Linked DNA regions of Mus musculus: regions 1 and 3 are each linked to region 2. Evidence: chromatin contacts called from public HiChIP or PLAC-seq and Micro-C data. All regions are on one chromosome and are shown on one strand. Each heading gives the region's core, a stretch centred on a gene start, on an enhancer-like site or on the middle of the called end of the contact. The rest is flanking DNA. Distances are from core to core; before and after follow the strand shown. Region 1 overlaps Slc25a53 (solute carrier family 25, member 53). Region 2 holds the start of Esx1 (extraembryonic, spermatogenesis, homeobox 1). Region 3 holds the start of Slc25a53 (solute carrier family 25, member 53).

Evidence for each region. Hi-C and Micro-C count contacts between places; a contact is called where the count stands out from the background. HiChIP or PLAC-seq counts read pairs in DNA pulled down with a chosen protein or histone mark.
Region 1: a contact with region 2 is called in a Micro-C map of trophoblast stem cells, with 4 times the contacts expected there. The contact joins the enhancer-like site here to the promoter of Esx1 in region 2. A contact is called at or near these places in 1 of 39 promoter capture datasets (the C10 cell line), 3 of 15 datasets of contacts at CTCF or cohesin (embryonic stem cells, large pre-B cells and pro-B cells), 5 of 484 Hi-C or Micro-C datasets (embryonic stem cells and trophoblast stem cells), 4 of 115 datasets of contacts at active chromatin or transcription factors (embryonic stem cells and stem cell-derived neural progenitor cells) and 3 of 9 other capture datasets (adipose tissue, embryonic stem cells and liver).
Region 3: a contact with region 2 is called in an H3K27ac HiChIP or PLAC-seq map of embryonic stem cells, with 7 read pairs. The contact joins the promoter of Slc25a53 here to the promoter of Esx1 in region 2. A contact is called at or near these places in 8 of 39 promoter capture datasets (the 3T3-L1 cell line, the C10 cell line, the HPC-7 cell line and 3 more), 3 of 15 datasets of contacts at CTCF or cohesin (embryonic stem cells, large pre-B cells and pro-B cells), 32 of 484 Hi-C or Micro-C datasets (differentiating embryonic stem cells, embryonic stem cells, extraembryonic endoderm stem cells and 13 more), 20 of 115 datasets of contacts at active chromatin or transcription factors (the SCID.adh cell line, cardiomyocytes, differentiating embryonic stem cells and 7 more) and 4 of 9 other capture datasets (adipose tissue, embryonic stem cells, liver and 1 more).

What each region holds. Positions count from the first base shown.
Region 1 is chrX:137,018,206-137,021,571 of GRCm38.p6, reverse strand. The region is part of intron 4 of Slc25a53 (solute carrier family 25, member 53); the gene reads left to right. Among named protein-coding and RNA genes, the nearest start is that of Slc25a53, 18 kb to the left of the region's middle. Within about 2 kb of position 1,776, at least 10 of the 459 cell types and tissues checked have an H3K27ac peak or open chromatin away from gene starts, as enhancers often do. A contact at or near this core is called in trophoblast stem cells, where this site is marked.
Region 2 is chrX:137,119,005-137,122,728 of GRCm38.p6, reverse strand. Esx1 (extraembryonic, spermatogenesis, homeobox 1) reads left to right here and starts at 2,403. Exons shown (of 5, transcript NM_007957.2): 1 at 2,403-2,785; 2 at 3,033-3,158. The coding sequence starts at 2,701.
Region 3 is chrX:137,036,419-137,040,176 of GRCm38.p6, reverse strand. Slc25a53 (solute carrier family 25, member 53) reads left to right here and starts at 1,875. Exons shown (of 7, transcript NM_001082412.2): 1 at 1,875-1,953.

The DNA.
Region 1 (3,366 bases), core at 527-3,026, 100 kb after region 2:
GTGTTCTTTTCAGCTTGCCCACCTGGCTGAATCACACTTTTCCTGATAAGACCGCAGGGAGTGCAATTACAGCCCAGGACTTAAGGGCAGCTGTGACCCTGTAGCTATGCAGGGACAGATCCTAAAAATAGATCCCTGTTGAAGATACCTTCTTGGGGATGCACCTAATGGCCGCTCAATCTTGGTAAACGGAGATGCACATCCTAGCACAGCAATTTTGCTTATCTCAAACAGGCCTGCATAGAACACTACTCATCTCTGAGGTATTTTGGAGGAATCCATCGCTGAGCTAAGTTCTGCTCTCTGGTTTAATGTCTCCTGAGCAAAGAGGTTAGTGAGGCCTTTATAACATCCAGGCTATCAGTTTGAATTTCTTCTGCATCAGTCTCTGGAATAAGAATCATTGGTGGGGCTGGAGAGATGGCTCAGTGGTTAAGAGCACTGACTGTTCTTCCAAAGGCTATGAGTTCAAATCCCAGCAACACATGGTGGCTCACAACCATCTGTAATGGGATCTGACGCCCCCTTCTGGTGTGTCTGAAGACAGCAACAATGTACTCACAGATATAAAATAAATAAATCTTTTTTTTTTTTTAAAGAATTGTCGGTGTGCAAATATGAGGACCCTAGTTCAAAACCCTAGCACCCAACAGGAGGATCCTTGGAGACCTGCTGCCAGCCAGCCTAGCCCCAGGTTTAGTGAGACTCCCTCATCTCAAGGGAATAATGTCCAAAGTGAAGAGCAGGACATTCAAAGCCCTCCTCTGGCCTCCATGACAGCTCCCCACCCAACCCCTACATGAATGGAGTTTATCTTCAGAATCTCTTTAAAAACTTTGTGTTGGGGTAGAGGCTAGGGGAGGGTTTTGAATGTCCTGCTCTTCACTTTAGACATTAATCCCTTGAGATGAGGGAGTCTCACTAAACCTGGGGCTAGGCTGGCTGGCAGCAGGTCTCCAAGGATCCTCCTGTTGGGTGCTAGGGTTTTGAACTAGGGTCCTCATATTTGCTTTTTTTTTTTTTTTTTTTTTTTTTGGGTTTTCGAGACAGGGTTTCTCTGTATAGCCCTGGCTGTCCTGGAGCTCACTTGGTAGACCAGGCTGGGCTCGAACTCAGAAATCCGCCTGCCTCTGCCTCCCGAGTGCTGGGATTAAAGGCATGCGCCACCACGCCTGGCTGGGTCCTCATATTTGCACACCGACAATTCTTTAAAAAAAAAATTTATTTATTTTATATCTGTGAGTACATTGTTGCTGTCTTCAGACACACCAGAAGGGGGCGTCAGATCCCATTACAGATGGTTGTGAGCCACCATGTGTTGCTGGGATTTGAACTCATAGCCTTTGGAAGAACAGTCAGTGCTCTTAACCACTGAGCCATCTCTCCAGCCCCACCAATGATTCTTATTCCAGAGACTGATGCAGAAGAAATTCAAACTGATAGCCTGGATGTTATAAAGGCCTCACTAACCTCTTTGCTCAGGAGACATTAAACCAGAGAGCAGAACTTAGCTCAGCGATGGATTCCTCCAAAATACCTCAGAGATGAGTAGTGTTCTATGCAGGCCTGTTTGAGATAAGCAAAATTGCTGTGCTAGGATGTGCATCTCCGTTTATCAAGATTGAGCGGCCATTAGGTGCATCCCCAAGAAGGTATCTTCAATAGGGATCTATCTTGAGGATCTGTCCCTGCATAGCTACAGGGTCACAGCTGCCGTTAAGCCCAGCTCTGTAATTACGTTCCCCGTAGGCAGGAAGAACTGGGTCCTGGAAGTCAGGAGGGTGGAGGGGCTGAGCCGGAAGAAAGATTAAAAGCCCTGGTTGGTTGAAGAGTTCCACAGAGCTGGCAAGCCTCAAACATTCTAAGGCTTGAATTGGAACACTGGTCGATGTCAAGGTCTAAGTAGTGCCAGTACATGGGTCTGATAAAAACCTGCAACACAAGCTGATGCCAAGAGCTAAGGAATTCCTTGATTCCCAGGTCCAAACAAAAGTGCAGGGTAAAGGTCCCCAATACTGTCTTTAACACTAGTCCAAGCAGGTCCTAGCTAGGCCACCAGAGGGAGCACTTCTCCCTTATAAGGTAGAAGTGGTTCCAAGCCATGGAGAGTTCACTGCAAATCATAATTCTCCCAAGTTTGCTTTATCTCCTCACATAGACAGTCTGTGGAACTAGGTGTGCATTAGGCAGAGGACTAGTGCACAGAGGAGAAACAGCACCAGAGGAAATGGGAGATCACTCACAGTGTCACAGGCTAACACAACAGCAAAAGCCCCGCCCCACCCCACCCCCCACACTAAAACTGTCTTGACTGGGGCTATGCCTTCCTTCAGAAGCCAGAGCAGTCACCTAGAATCGCTGTGTAGTTTCCGCAGTGCATCGGTAGAATGTGCAGGATAGCAGTTCTGGTATATAGGTAGCCTACCAGGCTTAAGCCATCAAGTTTTCTGTAAAGGCACGTGGGGAACACAGAAGAAAAAGGAGTTCAACAACTTCCAGTGAAAGGCTCGGTGGTCTTGCCCCTGATGTCTTTGCTTATCGAAGGGAAATGGATCCCAGGAGGAGTGCTTATAATTGGGACTTACTATAACCTGGTGTGATGACACAAACCTTTCAGCCCCGAACTCCTGGGACGGAGGTGATAGATCCATGAGCTCTTGAACAGACAGGGGAGGCATGGAATCCTCCCTATCAGTATCATTTACGAGCAATTCTTCATGTATCTATTGACCATATGTATGTATGTCTTTCTTCAAGAAATGTCTATTGAAGTCTATATTATTAAGTTGAGTCATTGTTTTATTGCAACTGAGTTCGCTGTTTGAGACAGGGTTTCTCCGTGCAGCCCTGGCTATCCTGGACCGCACTTGGTAGACCAGGTTGGCCTCAGACTCAGAGACCTACCTGCCTCTGCCTCCTGAGTGCTGGGATTAAAGGCGTGCGCCACCACTGCCACCTAGTGCAACCAAGTTCTTTATAGATTTTAGAACTAGCCTTTTATTCCATGTGGCTTGTAGAGACTTCCTTGTGCCCCCGAGGTTGACTCCTTGCGCAGCTCTCTGGGCTGTTCACTCCCATTTGTTTATGCTGCTCCTTGTCTCCTCATTGATTTTTTTTTTTTTTGTTAAATCTCCTCCTCAAATTAATTATACAGACCAGTGTCATTTTTTTCTCCACTACTTTTTTAGGTCTGTTTTTCAGTTGTTGGTGTTGTTTGACTGTACTAAAACGGGACCATTCCTGTTGTCCTTTAATGCACGTTTCAATGGGGGAACAAAGATACTCTTCTTAAATTAAACAAAGAAGATTTCCTTCAACTTTGCCTAAAACCATACACGCTTAAAATGATACATTACCTATTTTCAA
Region 2 (3,724 bases), core at 1,154-3,653:
AAATGTCTGGGGGAATTTTATAGCTAAATCTCAAGTGGGTATATAATCTAGAAAATGTAATAAATATACTTGTCATTTTTTAAAGGTTTGTTTGTTTGTTTTGTTTTGTTTTTCGAGACAGCGTTTCTCTGTATAGCTCTGGCTGTCCTGGAACTCACTTTGTAGACCAGGCTGGCCTTGAATTCAAAAATCCACCTGCCTCTGCCTCCCAAGTGCTGGGATTAAAGGCGTGTACCACCACTGCCCGGCTCTTAAAAAGTTGTTTAACCTATAAAATGTATTTTGGGGATTCTGTTTAGCATATGAGGACTGCCAACATCACTCTTTGTTCGCTAGGACCATTACTTAATATTGTAAGGATCACTTTAACATAAGCACCGAGCTATCACAACCATCAGTCTAATAAAACGACTGCTCTGCTACTCAGCCCGTAAGCTTCTGGGGACACGGGACACAAGGAGCTAATTTACTTCCTAGGCCGGTTGGCCAGCAGCAGCCTAATGTGCCCTCACAATTCACAGAAGTTCGAATTTATGAGCAGTTCTAGAACTTTCAACAGAATATATCCTCTGCTGGAGATGACCAAAGGCAACTAAAGCCTGGAGAAAGCCTGGACGCCCGAGGGGGGTGGGGGGTGGGGGACACGCCGCCTTCCTTTCTTCCCTCCGGCGCATTTGAGCCTGCCCTTTTGATTTCTCGGCGTGGTGCTGAGCAAGTTGAAGGGGGACATTAGAAATTCGGCAGTTCTGGATCCCAAATTTCCTCTTGTTCCAAGCAATCCAGGTAAGCAATCCAGTCTGGTGCGAAGGGACGTGGCCTAGTCTCGCGAGAAGCAGATTCAGAGCCGTAAGACCTCATCCAATGGTCTTTTCCTTCAATTAACGCCCGCAACACACACACACACACACACACACACACACACACACACACACACACACACACGCACGCACGCACACACACACATGCACACACACGCACACACACACACACACGCACACACACATACACCACTGCCTGGAACATCCTTCGAATTAAGACACAAGTAATAAAGGAAAAAGTGCACGGACTTCGTAGTGAAACTGCCAAGTTGCCTGGCCTCCTGCGAAAAGGCCCACCACTGTGAGTCCGGGACAGCCAGGGCTGGTGCCATTGGGAAAACCCTGTCTCGAACACGTACCCCGTGCCCCTACTACCCCCCCCCCGTAACAAAAGTGAAAATGCCAACCAAAGGCCTGTAAAGGCAAAAATGTAGAACAAATCGTGCAGTGCCAAACACAAGGACCACAAAAAACAAGGATGTCAACACTTGAGAACATCTTTTGGAAAATTATACAGCCGTTTTAAATTTGACTCGCCATTTTCTAGACGGGGGGGGGGGGGGAGATAGTCCCAGGAAAAGGAAGGGGGAGGGGCGTGAATGTGGAGGTAGAGCGTTCTCCCGCCTTTTGAGCTTAGATACCCCAGAATTAGGCGGGCTTTTGGTTCAAGGCAGAGCAAGTTTCTACGATGCATTTTGTACTAAGAGCGAGCTATCTAACTCCGCAAAGGCACCAAACTCAAGTAACTTAGGCATTTTTGGGTCTCTTAAGCTTTTGGCAGAGTCCTTTATAGTAAGCCGGTTCGTTCCCAAAAATTACAACGCTCTAGAAGTATTTGAAGAGGCATAAAGGGTTTCTTGCAAGGTGTCCGTCCTACTTGCGCCTGTGTCACCCCAAAGACGCTGCTGAGTTTGTTGGCAAAGCCAACTCACTACGTTCTGGGAAAGCTTTGGGAACCAACTCAAAGCTCGAAAAGCTGGCCTTGTTGGCTTCCAGCACTTGGGAGGCAGCGGCAAGCAAGAGTATCTCTAAGTTCGAGGCCAGCACACTCTACGGTGTGTGTTCTAGGACAGCTAGGGATGCACAGAGAAACTTTGCCTCGAAAAGCCACAAAAAAAAAAGCCCAAAAAGCCAAAACAAAACCCCCAAAAAACTACAAAACCCAGCTTCCTGCCTACCTAAACATATTAGGGCTCTAATTCAGACTCTAGGTGCAAGAGTACAAAAACAACAAACAAAGCTCTAGTCATAAGTCACCGAGTCCTTGGTCGAGTCCAGTGTCCAAAGGGTGGCGGGAGGGGGAACCCATTTTGTTAGACTGTGCGTTCCCAACCCGTAAGTCCACGTAAATTTTTTCCTTGGGGGACGTAAAATGACATGCTTCGGAACATAATATTTAAGGGTGTGCGAGCTGGTGCGAACTCGGAGCTGCTAAATTATGATTCACAGTCTTGTGCAGCCCCTTAGTGCTCTGGGACGCCTAGGTAGAGTTGAAAAGTCAGTTAACAGCACGTGGAAGCGGGTCTCCGCGCGCGCGTGCGCGCGCGCGGGCGCGTAGGGAGCTCAAAGTCCGACCGGCACTTTAACAAACACACTCCCTGTCACCAGAGCACCCCCTACAATGTAGTCCCACCCTACAGTGTAGTCCCACCCATTCCGAATGGAAACACTCCTATTTCTAATGGGGGCTTGAGCGGAGGCACACTACGTAAAATCTGATCCCTAAGAGGCACAAGGGCTGACCACCCTATAAAAGGGGCGTGACTCCTCAACGAGCGCCACTCGGGTACGGGAGAAGCAGCTGGTACCACCTCTGGCCAGGACCTCGGAAGCCAAGAAGTCCGCAGAAGCTGGTGACTTAACAACCCACCGCGCTCCGGTCATGGAATCTCACAAAAAGTGCCCCTGCTGCTACTGCACTGACTTGAAGACCTTTGTTGGAGCAGTGAAGGAGGAAACACTTCAGGGTCAGTCGGTGCCGCCTCGACGCGTTTAGATTCGAGAAGAACTCGGGAGGACAACTTTTTTTTTTCTGTGCGCGCGCACGTATGCGCGCGCACAGAAGGTGACGAAGTGCGGTCAGCTTCTCGGACCTTCGCAGTCTCCGCCGCTCCTTTAGAGTGGCGCCTCGCTCTTCCCACTCTTCCCAGCCCTACCTAGGCTCCAAACCGCTTTTCTTTTTTTTTTTTCTTTTTTCTTTTCCCCCTTCTCCAGATCCACAGCCTAGCTTGAGCTCAACGCTTTTGGAGGGAGCAGACTACCAGGAAAACGCGGAATCTGAAACAACTTTCTACTCCGACTTTGGAGCCAGCCCGAAGGAGGAAGAAGTGGAGATGGAGAGTCAGTATCTGGACAGGGATAGGTTCTTAACGGGCAATTTAATTTGGGCTCGGCCTGATGTTCCCGGGTTGCGCGTGGGGGAAGCAGGGCGGCGGGAAGGGAGCCCCGGGGTGGGGGTGGGGGCGGCGGCGGGGAGCGGGACGGCGTGGGGGACGCCGGAGGGGGTAGCGTCCGGCGTGGAGTGGGGGCTGCGGCGGCCGGGAGGGGAACTGTGTGGAGGGGCGGCATGGGGAGGAGAGCCGCGGCGGCGAGAAGGGGGCAGCAGGCGCAGGGGTGGCAGCGCTGTAGCGAGCGGGCGGCAGGTAGAGAGGCGTCGAGGAGCCGGGACGGCAGCGCGGAGACGCGCGACCCGCGGCCTGGGGAGAAGGCAGCAGGTAGAGGGGCGGCGGGGAGCAGGGACGGAAGGCGGCGCGGCGACGCGCGACCCGCGGCGTGGGAAAAAGGCAGAAGGTAGAGGGGCGGCGGGGAGCAGGGACGGAAGGCGGCGCGGAGACGCGCGACCCGCGGCGTGGGAAAAAGGCAGAAGGTAGAGGGGCGGCGCGGAGACGCGCAACCCGCGGCCCGGG
Region 3 (3,758 bases), core at 626-3,125, 82 kb after region 2:
GGTAGACTCTTTAGACAAGGGCAAAACCAGCCACATTCTTCACCAAAGTACCACAAAACAGTCTCTAGGCCACATACTGAAAATTTTCTCATCTGAAACATCTTGGGCCAGGTCTGCACAATTCAAATTAGTCTCAGCAACAAAATCTTCCATATTCCTACTAGGATGGCCTATTAAGCCCCATTTAAAGCATTCCACTGCTTTCCAAATCCAAAGTCCCAAAATCCACATTCTTCTAAACAAAAGCATGGTCAGGCCTATTACAGCAATACTCCAGTCTGTGAGCAGACTAATGCAACTATTATAAAGGACAACATTTAATTGGAACTGGCTTACAGGTTCAGAGGTTCAGTCTATTATCAAGGCAGGAGCACGGCAGCATCTAGACAGGCATGGTGCAGGCAGAGCTGAGAGCAGTTCAAGGCCAGCCTGGTCTACAAAGTGAGACAGGACAGCCAGGGCTATACAGAGAAACCCTGTCTCAAAAAAAAAAAAAAGAATTATAATTTCCAGGTCTTAGAGAAATGGCTCATCAGTTAAGAGCTCTTGTTGCTCTTGCAGAAGACCCCGGTTTGGTTCCCAGCACCCACACAGCACCCAAGAAGCCCTTTTCTGGTCTCTCTGGTCAGGAAGCACACAGGTGGTCCAAATGTATATATGCAAGTAAAACACACACAGAAAATACAATCTTTTTTGTTTTTTAATCATGGGGCTGGAGAGAGATCTCAGTGGTTAAAAGTACTGGCTGCTCTTCCAGAAGTCCTGAGTTTGATTCCCAGCACCTACATCGTGCAAACACCCCTTTATCTCATTCCAGGGGATTCAGCACCCTCTTCTAGCCCCTGTGGGCAACAGACACCCACTCAGTGTACAGACATAAATTCAAGCAAGAGACCTAAAATATAAAATGATCTTAAAGGTTAAAAATAAATTTAAAATATTTCTTTTGATATACTGCTTAATTTTGTGCTACAAAATGTTTCTCTTCTCAGTAGCACACTAGCAGTAGGTACTGTTAGTATACTCATTCTACAAAAAGAGAAAACCAATTGAATACCTGATTAATATGTCCACGTTGATAGTGGGTGTGTGGAGAATTCAATCCAGAAACTACACTTCAAAAAGTCCCTAGGGGCCATTGAAATGGCTCTGGGGGTGAGAGCTTGACTACTTGGGTTCAGTCCCCAGATCCCACAAAGTGGTAGCAAAGAATCAATTCCTGAAGAGTGTCTTCAGATCACCACCATGGGCGTCCCTTGGCACCCTCGCCCACAAGCACAATAAAATAGCCGCCGCATTTAAGGTCTGCAGTGAAGTCACACAGGAACCACAAAGATGGGAAAGAGAGGGTATAAAGGGTTTCAGGTTCAAAGTGAACACATCAGAAAGGGCACATCGCACATGGGAGGCAGAGGCAGGCAGATTTCTGAGTTCAAGGTCAGCTTGGTCTACAGAGTGAGTTCCAGGACAGCCGGGGCTACACAGAGAAACCATGTCTCGAAAAACCAACCAAAAAAAGGGGGGGGGGGTTCGGGGCTGGAGTTGGCCCAGCAGGCTTAAATGAGTCACAATAAACTATCACATGGAGAAAATGATTTTCAACTTCAAAATAGTTGGTAACTGAGCCCACCTCGAACAAATGAGATAGGGGCAGGTAAAGAATTTTATCTGCTTTAGCACAAAAGATGCTAAACTGTTGCTGGTTGTATGGAGTTGGCCCGCCAAAGCCCGGCAACTCTGGGGTGTGGGGGAGGGGTGACAAGCCCTGGTTGGAAGTTGGAGCCAGCTGGGGTTGAAGGAGGAACACGCCGCAGCACGGCGTCTTGGGTGGTCCCGGAAAGCTGCCACGAGATTCTGGGGGCGGCGACCTTCGCAGAGGCTTCTGGGATCGGGCCCCGTGTTGCTACTGCCGCTACTGTTGCCGATGCTCCCGGAGGCCATACGGCTGGATAGGTCAGTCCCAGGGAAGAGGACAAGGTGGGATGTCGCGGCGGGGTGTCTCCGGCTCAAGGTTAGAAACCTCCAGCTGCCAAAAGGCTCAAAGAGATGGGAACTGAAGTGAGGAGATTGGGGGCTGGGGGTTGGGTGAGAACGGACCGAACACCCGGCGACTGTTGATGACGCCACAGCAGCGCGTGTCGCTGTTTCCGGTGTGCTGGCCGCTGGGTTTGTTTTGTTTTATTTTAGGTTAGGGATCGGCGAGATACAAGGATGGACCCTAAAAGATGAAGCAAAGATAAGAATTAGGCAAGAAACTGTTGCTGCCCAGTCCTCACACATATAGATCGTGTTCGTATGAAACTGTCTGGGCCCTTCTTTGGTTTCAGATCCATTCTGTGTCTGTTGGGATGGTTGTTTTGTGTTACACCTTAACGAATGGTGCTCTTGCCTTGTTCAGTGGATTCGGTAGTCCGCTGTGAGCTGGGGGGGGGCGGGGGGGGAGTAGGTTTAGTACCCTTCACATTCTAACAACTGTCATTTACATTTGAATTGGAACAGTTAGAGCACAAAGAGTTAGCGACCCAGGAGCTCTGGAGAAAGGGTTGGAGGAGTGCTCTCTTTGATGGGACTGCTTTCACACCTTTTGGATGGATAAATAAATAAATAAATAAAGCCAACTTTTCCTCCAGGCATTTTTTCCTGGGGCTGTTAGCTCCCGGTGCAGCTATTTGGCCCGAGTGAGGAGTGGAGGCGGACTTAATGCCAAGATAGTTTATTGCTGGTGAGAGAATTTGCTATTCAAGAGCAGGACCCCTGTGGGAAAATTAATCTTAACCTGAGGCCAGAATCTACTCCTGCACTAGGATCCAGTTTGTAATCTGGTTAGGATGTCAGAGCACTCTGCATTTGAAATTCTTGTGCTACGTCTTTGTTTTGTAAGCTAAGTCAGTTGACAGCGTGCAGTCCCAAACTCTTCAAAACCTTAAGCAGACTTTTAAAGATTCTGAACGGCCAGAAATCAAGATGTTTTATTAATGAGAGAAGCAAGGGATGAAGCATGCTACTGCTTCTTACATTCTTCCACTCGTTCTGTTTCTCTGAGGGACTTGTTTAGACACAGGCTGCTGGTTCACTTATATGAGTTTTTTTTTCCTTCATTATTATTTTGGGGGGAAGGAAAGCCTCCTAGAATTTAAATTTTTAACAATTTGCAGGAAGCAGCACCTGTCACAGGACTGTCCTTGGAAACCTGTTGAACCAGCATCCCTAGCCAACCTGTGTCTCACAAGTGTATCAGGATAGTGATGAGTGTGGCCCGGTACAATTTCTAGACCACAACTTGAAGCCACGGTGCCAAACATTTGCACACAGTTTGCCACAGAGGTGACATATAACCTTGAAAGTGTTACTGGAGGGCTTCAGTTCTAATTACCAAGTAATGTTTTTGCTGACCAGGATTCAAATGCTCCCTCACATTAACAAGAAAAAGAGTTATGGATACAGGACTGAATTGCGTCACCTTTTCAGTCTGTCTCCACCTTGCCCATAGCAGGGTTACAGATGATAGAAAACACGATGCAGATATCAGGAAGTGTATGCCCATAGGTTGTCTTTTAGACTCAGGTTACAAGAACTGGGTAATGGGTCTTCTACCTACCCTGTACCAAATCCCAGGTACCAGGGCCTTTGGGTTGATCTGTTCCTCCTACCCATGTGGTATTGTGGGAATCCTAATTCCTGGGGACCCATACGAGTGGGGAGCTGTAGGAAGGCCAGACCACTCCCAAATGGATTTTACTTAAATGCGACGTGAAAAA